2 separate regions of the Mus musculus genome follow, and region 1 is linked to region 2. The links are chromatin contacts, called in public Hi-C maps. All regions are on one chromosome and are shown on one strand. Each heading gives the region's core, a stretch centred on a gene start, on an enhancer-like site or on the middle of the called end of the contact. The rest is flanking DNA. Distances are from core to core; before and after follow the strand shown.

Region 1 (7,513 bases), core at 4,536-7,035, 73 kb after region 2:
CGTCAACATCACATTCATACTTATGTGGTAAGAACTTTACCAATTAACAATCAACCCAGCCCTGGAGTGGCAGTTGGGTACACTGCCTCTTTATAAATTCCGATTTCTCCCCCCTGTGTCGTATTTATGTGTTTTTTTTGAAGGGGTAATTGTTAAGAAGCCGCAGTGGCTTTGTACCCACCAAAGATGTGTTATGCGCAGAGTTATTTTTACTTTGCCTTAGCTAGCTCAATGGTTGGACCATTTATTCTTTTTTATCCTTTTTAAAATTATTTTTATTAGATATGTTCTTTATTTACATTTCAAATTTTATTCCCTTTCCTCATTTCCCCTCTGACCCCTCCCCCATCCCATTTCCCCTCCCCTGGCTCACTAACCGTTTCCTTGTCCTGGCATTCCCCTATACTGAAGCATAGAGCCTTCATAAGACAAAGGTCCTCTCTTCTCATTGATGTCCCAGAAGGTCATCCTCTGCTACATATGTGGCTGAAGCCATGGGGCCCTCCATGTGTACTCTTTGGTTGGTGGTTTACTTCCTGGGAGCTCTGGGGGTACTGGTTGGTTCATATTGTTGTTCCTTCTATGGGGCTGCAAACCCCTTCAGCTCCTTGGGTCCTTTCTCTAGCTCCTCCATTGGGGACCCTGTGCTCAGTCTAATGGTTGGCTGTGAGCATCCACTTCTGTAATTGTCAGGTACTGGCAGAGATTCTCAGGAGACAGCTATATCAGGATCCTGTTGGCATTCACAATACTGTCTGGGTTTGGGAACTGTATATGGGATGGATCTCCACGTGGGACAGACACTGGATGGCCTTTCCTTCAGTTTCTGCTCCAAACTTTGTCTCTGTATCTCCTCCTATGTGTATTTTGATCCACACTGTGGTCTTCTTGATCTCCATGTGGTCTGTGAATTGTATCTTGGGTATTCTGAGCTTCTGGGCTAATATACACTTATCAGTGAGTCCATACCATGTGAGCTATTTTGTGATTGGGTTAATTCACTCAGGATGATGCTTTCTAGTTCCATCCATTTGCCAAAGAACTTCATGAATTCATCATTTTTAATAGCTGAGTAGTACTCCATTGCACAAATGTACCATATTTTTTGTACCCATTCCTCTGTTGAAAGACATCTGGCTTCTTTCCAGCTTCTGGCTATTATAAATAAGACTACTATGACCATAGTGGAGCATGTGTCCTTATTACATGTTGGAACATCTTCTAGGTATATGCCCAGGAGTGATATTGTTGGGTCCTCAGGTAGTACTATGTCTAATTTTCTGAGGAATTGCCAGACTGATTTCTAGAGAGGTTGTACCAGCTTGCAATCCCACCAGCAACAGAAGAGTGTTCCTCTTTCTCCACATCCTCACCAGCATTTGCTGTCACCTGATAAAACCAGGTAGATTGAAACTTTTGGTAAAGAGCCTCGAGCACATGATCACAGGGGAAAATTTCCTGAACAGAACACCAATAGCTTATGCTCTAAGATCAAGAATTGACAAATGGGACCTCATAAAATGGCAAAACTTCTCTAAGGCAAAGGGTACTGTCAATAGGACAAAAGGGCAACCAACAGATTGGGAAAAGATCTTTACCAACCCTACATCTGATAGAGGGCTAATATCCAATATATGCAAAGAACTCAATAAGTTAGACTCCAGAGAACCAAACAACCCTATTAAAAATGGGGTACAGAGCTAAACAAAGAATTCACAACTGAGCAATGCTGAATGTCTGAGAAGCACCTAAAGAAATGTTTAACATCTGTAGTCATCAGAGAAATGCAAATCAAAACAACCCAGAGATTCTACCTCACACCAGTCAGAATGCCTAAGATCAAAAACTAAGGTTGGGCCATTTCTAAACCTCCAAGTGGCTAGCACCCACTCCCCTCCACTATTCCTGAGATAACATTTTCTACATTTATGCTTTATCCTTGCTGCCCTGTTTCCTTTTGGGCAGCCCTCCCATGGGTCTGCTTTCCCTTTGTACTTACATTTCGGCCTTCTCAACCTCCTGCTCCTTCATGGTGTGGTCCCTCTTACTATGGATGGAATCCCTTCTTCTCTTCCCCTGCTTTTCTTTCCCAGGAATCCTAAAAGTCCCTCCTCTTTTCCTTTGCTCAGCCATTGGCTGTTGACAACTTTATTTCCCAATCAGAATCAACTGGGGCCAGGCTTCCTTTAGCCTATGTACGGGGCACTGCAAACAGTTCTTTGGGGCAACACAGTTAACATGAGAACACAAGCTGCTACAGTTTTTCTGCAGAAATTCATTTTTGAGGGCAACTTAAACGTTTCCATCACTTGCTAATGCCTTTGGCCCAAACCACTATCTAACCGTGTGGTAACTGAAGGCTTTCCCCCCTTTGTTGAACTGTGAGTTCCTAGTGACAGAGGCTTTGTCTTTTGGTCTGCAATGTTCTTTCTTGTGACTGTAACATACTGCACCCTGGAAAACGTTGAAATGAATGTGAGGGTGTTGTTCAAACATGTTCAAATCATGTCTCAAAGAAAGCATAGGTCTTAGTCAGGAAGGAGGGACTGTGTTGTGATAGCCCATATCCCTTCTCCTAAGGGCATTGTGATTTTCTTTATTTTCAAGAGTTGAGTCTTCTCTCAGGTCACAGCTGAACATTCTGTTTTTCTAATAATGCATAATAAGGTATGCTAGAAATCAGACCTCCAAAGATGGAAATCTACTAGGAGAGTCTGACAAAGGCTCTGAAGGATGGCTCGTAAGTATTTATACAGCAGTTTATTGACACTGATGCCAGACATTTAGACATGCAGACAATTTAGACAATTAGAAACAGATGGTACATGCAGCTGAGAAAAGAGTGTAATCAGAGACCCAAAGACAGGTAGTCGAGATGTCAAAAGCAAGTCAGAGCTAACAAGGAAGGGTTTAGTTGAGCTAACTATCCTGACCTATTCCAGTTAGCAAGAACATGTGGGAATGTTATACAGTGGGATATAAGCACTATGCATTTCTTAGTAGTTACTGCTAAATTTGATAGGTTTACTTCAGGACTTCTCAGGCTGCCGTGAAGAGAGCACGCATTGTTTCTTGCCACCACTAAAAAACATATAGAAGTATTTAGAAATACAAGCCTAACATTTATAAGACTATTCATATGCACTGAAAAGAATTTGTTTCAGATTTTTTTCCAATAGCAAATTTGCCCTATATATGTTTAAGGCAGTATTTTCATTGCACAACTTTTAGGAGGTCTTAATTTATGTTTGCAGAAACTCAACCAATATGTGCTCGCTGCTCATCTGTAGAGCTTGTGTTAGTAAGGTTAACAAAAAGATAAGACAGTTTAGTGGCTGTGAGATTTTGATCATCTTATGTAATTATGCTGTTCTGATCCAGTCCCCCAAAGTAGAAAGCTGAGGTGGATATATTCACCATATGGGTCTATTAAGTCTGCAGCATGCAAGACAAGTAACAAGTTTCCTCACATTATTGTAAAATTCATGTCTACATACTGGAAGGTGACTTAGCCCCAAATGCTTGTTTATCCAACCCTAACGTGTTCTCCCCACTAGTTTGCATATGCCTCAGGCAGCCATGTTCTGTGGTGTGATGAGAGAAGTGAGCAGAGAGGGAACGGAATCCTTCCAGGTTTGCCCCAGGTGGAAGCAGCAGTCACCTTTCACTGCATCTGAGAAGGAAGTCTGTGTGCTGCTGCAGCAGGTCCGATGTTTACAGGAGTCTGGAGCTGGGCATTGCATTTCTCATGGAGAATCAAGCGTACCCATCAAAGCCTCAGAGGAGAAGGGAGTGTTGCATGGTGCTATTCTTTCCTTCCTGAGTTTGAGCTTGTAAGACACTCATTTTTATTGGCTGTTTGTTTTAGCTTAAGTGATATTTTTACACTCCTTTTTCTAGATGAAAGATTTTATTGTAAGTACAATTTTATTATAATAGCCCTTTATAGTTTATGTGGTTTATTAAGTTTTGCTTTTACTTTTAGCAGGATTACACTGTATGCCTCTTCTTGGTTTGGAACTAATTTTGTATACCAGGCTGGCCTTGAACTCATAGAAATCCACCTGCCTCTCCTCCATAATGCTGTGATTAAGACTTGTACTACCAACTTCATGGGGTTTATTTAAAAACGTAATGAGTTTGATGTCGTCGGGTGGGTGGTGGGTAATGTACAACTGTCGCTGTAATGCCACTGGCCACATGAACACTCCCCTCAGATGTCAGATCTCAGGGCTGTCCCAGGAGGGAGCTCACTTTTCATATTTTAAAATGTACTTTTGCATATGTGGACAGTGATCTTTTCTTTCTCACTATCTTAATGTTGACTTCTATATTGGTCTTCTCTATATCTCTGGATTTGCAGAGACATTCAGTGTTACCACTAAGAGAGAGACTGTCAACAAGAAGGAAAACAATGGCTATGGGTTTCAGAGTAGTGATGGTAGAGAATACATAGGAGTGAGTAGCCAATGATTGTCAATGCCCTACACTGCCTGATGGCCAGAAACCAGGGACTGGATAGCCCAGAGATCCAAACGTGCCTGGAAAAACAATCAATGCAACGATTCCTTATGATACTCTGCTCTGCTCACAGACTGGTGCCTTGTCCAGTTGTTATCAGCGAGGTTTCCTCTGGTAGCAGATGGGAGTGGGTACAGAATCCCACAGCCAGACATTACACAGACAGAAAGACTGAGTTGGAGGTATTTATCAGGTCCCTCCCCTTGGAGCTTGGGGAACCCTGCAGAAGGGAGAAAACACTGTAGGAGTCAGAGGAGATGTAAGAAACTAAGAGAGCCTATGGAGTCAGCTAAGCAGGACCCACAGAAACTCATTCAACCAATACATGGCCTTCATGAGTCTGTACCCAATCATCTGCATATGTTATAGTTGTTACCTCAGTGTTTTTGTGGGACTCCTAACCCTGAGTCTGTGTGTATCTCTGACTCTTTTGCCTGCTCTTGAGACCCTTACCCTCCTATTGGGTTGTCTTGTCTGGCCTCAATATGAAGGATTTTTCACTTGTCTTGTTGTATCTTTTTCTTTATCCTGTTTGGCTGTTAACTTTTGGAGGCCTGCTCTTTTCAGAAGAGGAGACAGAGGGGAGTGGATCTGGTGTAGAGGGAAGCTGGAGCAAAGGTTAGCAGGAGTGGAGGGAGCAGAACTGTGGGTTAGATGTACTATATGAGAGAAGAATCTATTTTAAATTGTAAAAAAGGAGGAGAGAAGGAAGGAATGTGTAGACATAGCTTATTTTAAGAATGAATAAACAAAATCTGCTAGTGGGGGAAGAGTGTGGGTAAAAGAAAATCTATGGGCTGCTGAGATTTCTCAATGGTTAAAGACCCTTGTTGTCAAACCCTAATGACTCCCAGGACACACATGATGGATGGAGTGATCAGTCCCAAGTTGTCCCTTGACCTCCACAAGCATCCTATCTCAGATTGCCCTAACTAATAAATTAAAGGACTAAGTAAATATAGTGAAAATTCAGACCAAGAAGATCTAGGACAGCAAAATGATAGAGAAGTTTACATTCAAAATCAATAAAGTCAAACTTCCATTCTCAAGTAGTCAACAAGTATTCTAGGAAAAACAATCCTTTAGTAAAACTTTGCAATTGCGAGATCTGTGGTAACTAACTGTAGTTGCTGAGGCATTGGAGATCTGTGGTAACTAACTGTAGTTGCTGAGGCATTGGAGATCTGTGGTAACTAACTGTAGTTGCTGAGGCATTGGAGATCTGTGGTAACTGTAGTTGCTGAGGCATTGGAGATGTGGTAACTGTAGTTGCTGAGTCATTGGAAAAGGCACAGTAAAAGATAATTCTCCTCCTGTGTTGTAGTTCAAATTAACGTTATGTGCTTGTGGATGCTTTATTTTATTTTTATTAGTTTTTAAGGTTAGAACACAAAGCAATGGGTTTCGTTTGTGGCGTTTTCATATTTAGGTGTCATTATACTTTGCTCTTAATCAGTATTCACCCCCCCCGCCCCCCAATCCCTCAGTGTTGTCTCTGGGAATCCTCCCTGGCTGGTTCCCTTCCTTCTGCCAAATAGATAAACCTCATTCCACACGCCTTCCATCACATTGCCATTGCGTGAGATCTCTTTTTCTTTTAGGATTTCCTTTCTATTTTCATGACCTACACTCTCAGACACATAAGTAGGTTCATACTACCCCATAAATATACACAGGCATGTGCATATACACACGCACACATGCACATGCACACATGCACATGGTCACACATATGAACACATGCACATATCCACTTACCTGCACACAGGCACACAATTTAAAGTCCACACATCAGAGAAAACATGCAATACTTGTCTTTTTAATATGGCTTATTTCGTTACCATGCTGATTATCAATTGCATTCATTTTCCTGAAGAATTTCATGACTCCATTTTTTTCCTTTGTAGCTACATAAAATTATATTGCTCATGCATGCCATAGCTTCTTTATTCATTTGCCAGTTGATGGACACCCGAGTTGACTGCATTCCCTGCCTGTTGGGAATCCTGAAGCAATAGATGTGGGTGTGTACGTAGTAAGTGCACAGATGTATCTCTATAGTATGTTGGTTCAGAACCCTTCAGGTGTGCTCCCCAAAGTCATATAGGTGGGGGACTGTGATAGCTCTGTTTTCTTTTTTTTTTTTTTTTCTTGAGAAACCTCCATACGGATTCCCATAATTGCTACATGCTTTACAAGCCCCTGGGCTCCAGTGATGAATCAGGGTTTTGCTCTCTCCACATCCTGGACAACCCTTCTTGTCTCTCATTTCCTAGCTGATGACTCTTCTGATTGGGGTGAGACAGAGACTCACAGAATTTTTAATTTTCACTTTCCTGATGGCAGTGAGAGCTGAACACATTTTCAAGTCTTTATTGGCCATTTCTAATTCTTCATTCGATAACTGTCTCTTCAATTCATTGGTCTAATTATTGGCTATATTTTTGCTGTTTATCTTTGCAGTTGTTTATATATCCTAGATATTTATTACCTGTTTGGTGTTTAGCTGGCAGATTTTTTTTCTATTGTGTCTTCACTATGATCTTTCCTGAGTGCTAGCTTTTGAATCTCATGTAATCCTGTTTGCTGGGAGGATTTTCTCTGCTCCCAGAGTTTGTACTTCAGAAACTCCTTGCCTACCCGTGTATCCTGAAGTGTTTTACTTATGTCTTCCTCTAGTGTTGGCGTTAAACTTCCATGGCTTTCTCAGTGATCATATAGTTGTCTGTGCATATACAGGGCCTTGTTTGTTCATTTGCTAAGGTGTTACTATAAATAATTTAGCAATATGCCTCTGAGATCCCCAGTGGTGAGTAGTTACTGGCCTAGGTCTGTTCTTTTCTCTTCTTTTTCTTTTCCCTGTTTTCGTTTTTTCAAATTTTACAGCTATACTTGTAAAACAGATACCTCACAGCCTACTTACCTATTTTCATGTCAACAACAATCATTTGCTTCCATGAGTTTCTTTTTTTCTCCCGTTTTGTTGTTTAAA
Region 2 (7,325 bases), core at 3,686-6,185:
TCTAACTAGGCACACTCTCAACTCAGGAAGAAGCTGTTCTTTCGAACCTCTGTTTCTGTCAGAGGGCTTATGTTTTCCGTTCTCAGTATGGATGCTGGGTTCTCTGCTGCAAATGCATGCCAGATACAGAGGGTAGAGCATGTTTCTGCTGAATACTGTGGAAATCGTCATGACTAGAGCTACACAGAGCTACAAGAATAGGAGACAGAGAGAGAGAGAGAGAGAGAGAGAGAGAGAGAGAGAGAGAGAGAGAGGGAGGCAGGGAGAGAGAGAGAGAGAGAGAGAGAGAGAGAGAGAGAGAGAGAGAGAGAGAGAGAGAGAGAGAGAGAACAATGAAACTCCCTTGCTTTTGGTAGCAATAGCGGTGAAGTGAGGCAAATATCCTCTTAGGGCTTTTCTCTTTCCTGTTTCTTCACGGCTCCTTGTTTTCTTGTTCTCCTTCCCTATTCTCAGCCTGTTCCTGTGCGGTATTATGTCTTGGCAGTGTCTAGTATATGGCCACTCACAGCATGAAGCGAGAAGTGGCTTCATATTTCTATACTAGCTAGACCCCATGGGATTCTTCCTAATGTCTGGACACTCTGCTTTTCCATCTATTTCCCTTTCTTCCTGCCCATCTTACATTAACTTTCATTGCTCTTTCAGTGACGATTCTTTCCAGGTGTGGTGCTACATGAGATGGAAAAATATAGGTCTCGAAATGTTGTACTATTTTAAGGTTTGTTTTGATATTGTAAGAAAAAAAAAATGCTGTGCTGTTATTTTCTTATCCCTCTGCCCGATTACTAAAAAATGTGGAAGAAGTTAAATAAAGGCACATATCCACTCTAGTGTGTAATGAGAATTTTTTCTTTTAAAATTATTTGCGACAGAGTCTTGCTTTCCAGGATGGCTTGGGATTGGTGACCCGTTTCACCTTCCCAGGGGCTGGGCTTACAGGCTTGTTCCACCACACACTGTTTGTGAGGAATGTTTAACACCTACCCCTAAGACCTGGTATTTACCTACAACAGAGTAGAGCAGTGGCAAATAATAACATGGTCACAACACCTCATCAATTTTAGTGGCTGGAGTTACTGACTTTGAACCTGGCCCTGAAACCAAGCATGCTAACAATAGTGAAACAAAAAGAACACGGTCCCCATAGGAAGTGTTCAGCAAGCAGTGAGGGAGAACCCAAGGCAGTGTAGCTTGCACAAGAGAGGAGTGAGTCTGTCCACATGTTTCTCAAGGGCTTCTACAAACAGGCAGAAGTTGCCTGGCTGAGCTGCAGGAATGTTTCCTTCAGAATTTATTATTTGGGTGAGAGATTGGGACAGATGGTATCTGAGCTCTGCCTCGACCTGGGGAGGATGCTGGGTTGTATAGTTAGCTAACTCAGGCAAAGGACATCACCTGGGGCAATGATAGAAATCTGGCTCAGAGCATTTCCTGTGTCTTTGACTTCATTTCACCTGGCCCCTCACAGCCTGCTTCCTGTTGGTTGTGAGTCAGGCAGTTGTGGTCCCTAGTGGCAGTTAGGGAAGTCTGCAAGTTCGCACAGGAAGGGTGAGGCCTCGGGGATCCTGGGAGGAAGGCAAAGTCTGGGCTCAGCAACTTCCATCTGAAAAGTTTGTTTGATCATCTGATGAGGGAATGCATTTATTGCTACCAGGAGCACAATATTCTTCTACTCTGATCACAAGAGCTTTCCTCTGGTTCATTTTAAAGAAGTTAGAGAGGGAAGGGCAAAGCAATGTGCAGGTTGCTAAAGGATATATTCCTAAAGGCTGCACAGAGCCTCGTAGTGAGGTCCCTGTAGAAGGAATTCAGAACATCTGCTGAGACCTGTGTCTGCTCCAGGGATGTAGGTGTGATGGGTTTGGGTTTTTTTTTTTTTTTCATTGAATTTTCTGGAAGGCATGTAGAGAGAGAGTCTGATTCTGTAATAGATTAGGTGTAGAAAGCTAACCAGGAGAAAAGAGGCTCATGGGCTCAGGAAAGGGAGAGAAATGGCATGAGAGATGGATGGATGGATGAGAGGAGAGGAGAAGAACAGCTGAGAGCGAGACCTTGGAAAATGGAAATGAGAAAGGAGCCACAGATTTTCTTTGAGTTAAAGGAGCAGAGAGCTGTAGCTGGGAAGCCAGGTTGCCTTTTAGAAATGAGAGAAGTGAAAATTCTGTCGCCCAGAAACCAGGAGTCTCACAATTACTGTGAATAGGAGAATCCTTCAGGGTGACATGCATTCCATACTCTTTCCATGTCCCAGGCACATCTGAAATTCTTTGTTGTTCTCCAGGAAGCTGATGGATCAATCATTAATGATATATATGCTAAATGAACTTGATATTTAAAATATCAGTTAAAGATATCCTTCTATATAACAGTTCATGTCTGCAGAAATTTGAAAGCTTATGCATACTAGAAGGCGGTGGCTCTGTCTGCCTCATTTGAGCAAAACTTGATTTGAAATGAAAGAACTTATAGTCCTTAAGATCTATTGTGATGATGATAAAACACTTGGGAATCACATATCCACATTGAGTTAGATGCCAAGAGAAGTGTGTTTCCTGGTAGAAAGGAAAAGAGAATTCACACTGATAAACACCATCCTTGTGTCAAACATTGGTCATTCAAAAAGTGTGATCTCTTGAGGATTCACGTGTGACTTCTGACCCAGACATATGCTGAAATGCAGATACACCCAGTAGCTGGTATAATCTCCTCTTCACAGTAACTGTGAGGCACAACATGAAGTAGCTGGTTTGAGAACACATGAGATTTTCTATTAAACCAAGCACTTAAAGTAAGAAGGAGTCCCAGAGATAATGTGAACCCGGTATCTCCCTCCTGAAAGGCTGTGTTTTAGGGTAACCTCCCCCAAAGCTGCACTTGAGTCAAGGGCTTGACTACAAGTGGTTTCTCTGGTATGCCGTGTCTCAGGAAGTACCAGGAGACAACTTACAAGTAAGATAAGGAAGGAAGGGATGCCAGCCTATGTAAAGATGACGATAAATGGATCACTGCTATGGATAATTGGCATTCAGTTTTGCTACCAACCTTCTGGAAGACTGTGGGATATACCATGGAATCTTTTGACAGCTACGGATGAGTCTAGTGTCTCAAATCTTTCATGGATTGAGAGCTGGGCCTGAGGTGGTTAGCTTTCTACTGCTGGAGATCTATCCAGGGGCAGAGAGGTAGAGAGACAGTAAAACAGGGAAGGTCCACAGTTAACTCCTAGTGGGTGGACAGTGTTTGCTGAGGTACCTGCAGGGTCAGCTAGTCCCCCATTCATATACTTCTCTCTCTGGTAGATACATCTTATCTGGATCTTCCATGCCCTTGAGTTGACCCACAGAATCAGGACCAGATGTATGCCTCTATTGCTGACTTCAAGAAGTCACGAGAGAGAAATAGTCTTGCCTTTTTCTGCTCTTCCCTAAGGAGGAATGTATATAAGGAGACTGTAGATAGCTCCGTATCCCAGAGAAGGCTGACTCCTGTCCTGTGAGTCCTGTTTGTTGCATAGTCCCTTTCTCTGCCTGTCTCACACATTTGTAAGAGGACCATTGCTTTTCTTCTCATATTTTCCCATGAGGTAAGCACAAACCTGGGACTGTCTCCGTAAGATGTCAAGGATCCAGTGGAATAAAATTTCTCCTTTCGAGCCCACCAACAGCTCACTTGGGAAGCTAACTTTGTCTTTCACAAAGCAGTTGGTCAGAGTGGACCCCCAGGTAGAGGTTCATAAGGGCAGGGAGACATGAACCATAATCACCGACTTAAATTCATTTCTCACATATTTTCCCCAGAATCTCCATGCTCTGGTTGGCCCACTTGCAAACAGTCAAAATGGCGGAGAAATTTTCCACTAAAATTTTATTCACTTTTTCAATCACTGAAGGGCCCTAACTTTGTTCATTTGGTAAAGTTCAAGAAATAAGTAGAAAAGACAGACAAAACCCACTCCCAAATAGAAGACAACAAATGGAAAAAAGAATACACACATGCAATGCGTGTGCGCGTGAGCGCACGCACACACACATACACACACTCATCACACACACAGAATACACAGAGAACATACACACAGAACACACACACAGAACATACACACACAGAACACACATACAGAACACACACACACAGAACACACAGAACACACACACACAGAACACACAGAACACACACACACAGAACACACACACACAGAACACACATACACAGAACACACACAGAACACACACACAGAGAATACAAACACACACAGAACACACATAGCACACACAGAAAACACACATATACACAAAACACACACAGAACACATACATACGCACACAAAACACATACACACAGAGAAAAAACACACACAGAGAAAAAACACACACATAGAGAAAAAACACACATACAGAGAAAAAACACACAGAGAACACACACACACACACACACACACACACACACACACACACACACACGTAGTTTGGGGGATAGCTCAGTTAGTAAAATGCTCCCATGCTTATCTTGCAGGCATGAGGACTTGCATCATTTTATCCAGAAACCTGACTAGCTCATTTCTGAAATAGTTGTTTTGTTTTGTTTTGTTTTGTTTTGTTTTGTTTTGTCTTTTTGGTGGGGTGAGGAAGCCCCAAATAATTTTGCTTGTCTTTCCTGTTAAAAAAAACAGAAGCTTGTCTCTAACATCTTCTCCTTTTCCAGTCTTATATTAATTTCTCATTTTTTGGTGTGACTGATCACTTATTGGTGTGTGTGTGTGTGTGTGTGTAGTGTGAAGGGTTGCTAGCAGAGACCCAAACAGAAAGGATAGTGCGACAGGCTTTAATTATTCCCTCAAGGTTTCCGGTGTTGAAAACTTTCTGCGTTCTCAGTTACTCTCTGACAGGGCACAATTTCCCTCTGTATTTTCGGTTTTCAGAGGCTAGGACAGCGAAGGTGAGCCACGTGACCACAGGCTGGCTGACCTCCACTCGTCGCCATTTCCTCTCCTCTCTACCCTCTGCTCCACTTCTGCTATTTCCTTTAGATAAGAAGCCGAATCATCCCACAGGAAGAGCAAGATGTCATGCTGTCTCCTGTAGCTCCCCAGCGCTCAGGAGCCTTGTGGCATTACATTGCGACCCTTCAGGAATAGTCTTTGCTTCTCCAACGGTCTGTCACCCGGCACAGAAGTCTGATTTTCAGTTGAGGGATTGAGTACAACCCAGACCACTTGTGGCAGGCCTCTTCATCTCTCTGGGATCTGAGGAGTTGTGCCCTCAGGGTGGCCACCTAACTCAGTTTAGACTGTACAGTGTTTTACTGCCAAGCCTTACACTGTGGTTTTGTGGCTGGGACAGTTTACATGTCAGAAGCGGGGGATTTTTCTGCTGATATTTTACATTTGTTTTGTGTGCTGGCTTTAGGACAGCAGGCTGAGCAAAACTGTTTTGCCTTTCTGCTCTATTCAGTGACAGCATGTTCTCAGGCACACTAATTCACACCGTAACATTAACTCTGGTGAGGCGTGGGTTACTTTAAAGGGTGGTCTCCCATCCAAGTGGGAACCGGAATGGACCCTGCTTAGCTTCCGAGATCAGACAAGAACTGATGCATTCAGGGTGGAAAAGGGATGTGGAGAGTGGCGCAGAAGGGGGCGCTGATGCTATAATTTCCAATGGTTAGAGGCTCTTGCCTTTTTCTAGGGCCTTAAGCTGAAATCTCAAAAGGGCATGAAGAAACAAGGAAGATTTTATCCTTCTCTTCATGTTTTAGCTCCCCGAAACCGCCAAACTGCCAAGGCTGAGGTTCAGACTGTAGCTGATGCACGCAAGCTCCTCATATATTATTTTGCGTTGCTGTTTGCACGCATCCATCAGGTGCGGTCATTCACCAAGAGAGGTGGCCACTGCATTGTTTGCTTAGAGCCGAACCACGGTCTCCTTGGAGCCAAAACTGGGCTTATTTCATTAGACCACCACCTTTTTCTTTCCATAGTCATTTGTGTTTCAGCTATAAATAATACAATCTATGTTTTAAAAATCACAATGTAACTTGAATTTCTAAAAATACTCAGGAGAAAATCATTTTCTGAAGGCTGGCCCTTCTGCCTTTATCTCTATGTTGTTATTAAAAATGATGATGAATTAACTGACAGGCATCCTCAAGATTGTCTATAGCGTTTCCTTTTCTGAGCAATGTAGGACAGGCTAAATAAGAACACATTTGGCATGATCTGAAGTCAACGCTGTCTGGAACATGGGGTTGTAGATAGCTGCTTAAAGTCTAAAAATTCTAATGATCTTGGGTACAGTCCCCTTTTCTGTAATTTTTTTTTTGTCAAAAAATTTTACCTCACTTAAAATATTCAGAAGATAATTCTATTGTGTTAATAATTTTTCTTTTAGGTTTGGTCTTTAGACATGCGACAGCTTAGTGTCAAGTTTATTGTGTTGCTTATTATAATACCCACCACAAACATTCATTTCATTTCACTGTGTATTATGACTCTTTTTTATAATCTATTTTTTGTTTCGTCATCTCTCATATATTACATCTCTAGCTGTTTTCCCTCCTCTCCTGCCAGTGTCCCCCCAACTCCCCTCTCCCCCAGATCCACTCCTCCTCCATTTCCTTCCAGAAAAGAGCAGACCTCCCAGGGATACCAACCAAACACAACATAATAAGGTACAATAAGGCTAAGCATATACCCTCACATCAAAGCTGGACAAGGAAACCCAGTAGGAGGAAAAGTCTCCCCAAAGCAGGGAAAATAGTCAGAGACAGTCCCTGCCCTACAGTTAGGAGTCCCACAAAATCACCAAGCTCCTCAACCACAACATATATGCAGAGGACCTAACTCAAAACCGTGCATGTGCTCTGATTGTCAGTCTAGTCTCTGTGAGCCTCTCTGAGCCCTGGTTGATTCTGTGAGCTTGTTCTTGTGTTCTTGACACTCCTGGCTTCTATAATCCTTACTCCCCATGTTCTGCAGGACTCCCTGCAGCTCCTCCTAATATTTGGTTGTGGGTCTCCGTATCTGCTCCTATCAGTTGCTGGATGAAACCTCTCTGGAGAAGATTATGATAGGCTCAGGTATACTAGAATAGGAGAATATCATTAGGGTTTGTTTGTTTGTTTGTCTATATCTCTGGGCTATCCAGCCTCTGGCTTTTGGCCTTCCAGGCAGTGTCAGGCATGAGTCTCATCTTAAACCAGCCATTGGTTGGCCACTCTTACAAGTTCAGTGTCATCTGTACCCTAAGCATACCTTACAGGCAGGACAAATTGTAGGTCAAAGGTTTTGTGGCAGGGATGGTGTTCCAGTCTTTCCACAGAGCAGATTT

What was found. Hi-C and Micro-C count contacts between places; a contact is called where the count stands out from the background.
Region 1: a contact with region 2 is called in a Hi-C map of pre-megakaryocyte-erythroid progenitors, with 1.9 times the contacts expected there. The contact joins two enhancer-like sites. A contact is called at or near these places in 5 of 484 Hi-C or Micro-C datasets (ECoMG myeloid progenitors, myeloid progenitors, nephron progenitors and 2 more).

The regions. Positions count from the first base shown.
Region 1 is chr14:102,732,148-102,739,660 of GRCm38.p6, reverse strand. No RefSeq gene overlaps it. Among named protein-coding and RNA genes, the nearest start is that of Gm41234, 59 kb to the left of the region's middle. Within about 2 kb of position 5,785, at least 14 of the 459 cell types and tissues checked have an H3K27ac peak or open chromatin away from gene starts, as enhancers often do. A contact at or near this core is called in ECoMG myeloid progenitors and pre-megakaryocyte-erythroid progenitors, where this site is marked.
Region 2 is chr14:102,804,376-102,811,700 of GRCm38.p6, reverse strand. No RefSeq gene overlaps it. Among named protein-coding and RNA genes, the nearest start is that of Gm41234, 13 kb to the right of the region's middle. Within about 2 kb of position 4,935, at least 172 of the 459 cell types and tissues checked have an H3K27ac peak or open chromatin away from gene starts, as enhancers often do. A contact at or near this core is called in ECoMG myeloid progenitors and pre-megakaryocyte-erythroid progenitors, where this site is marked.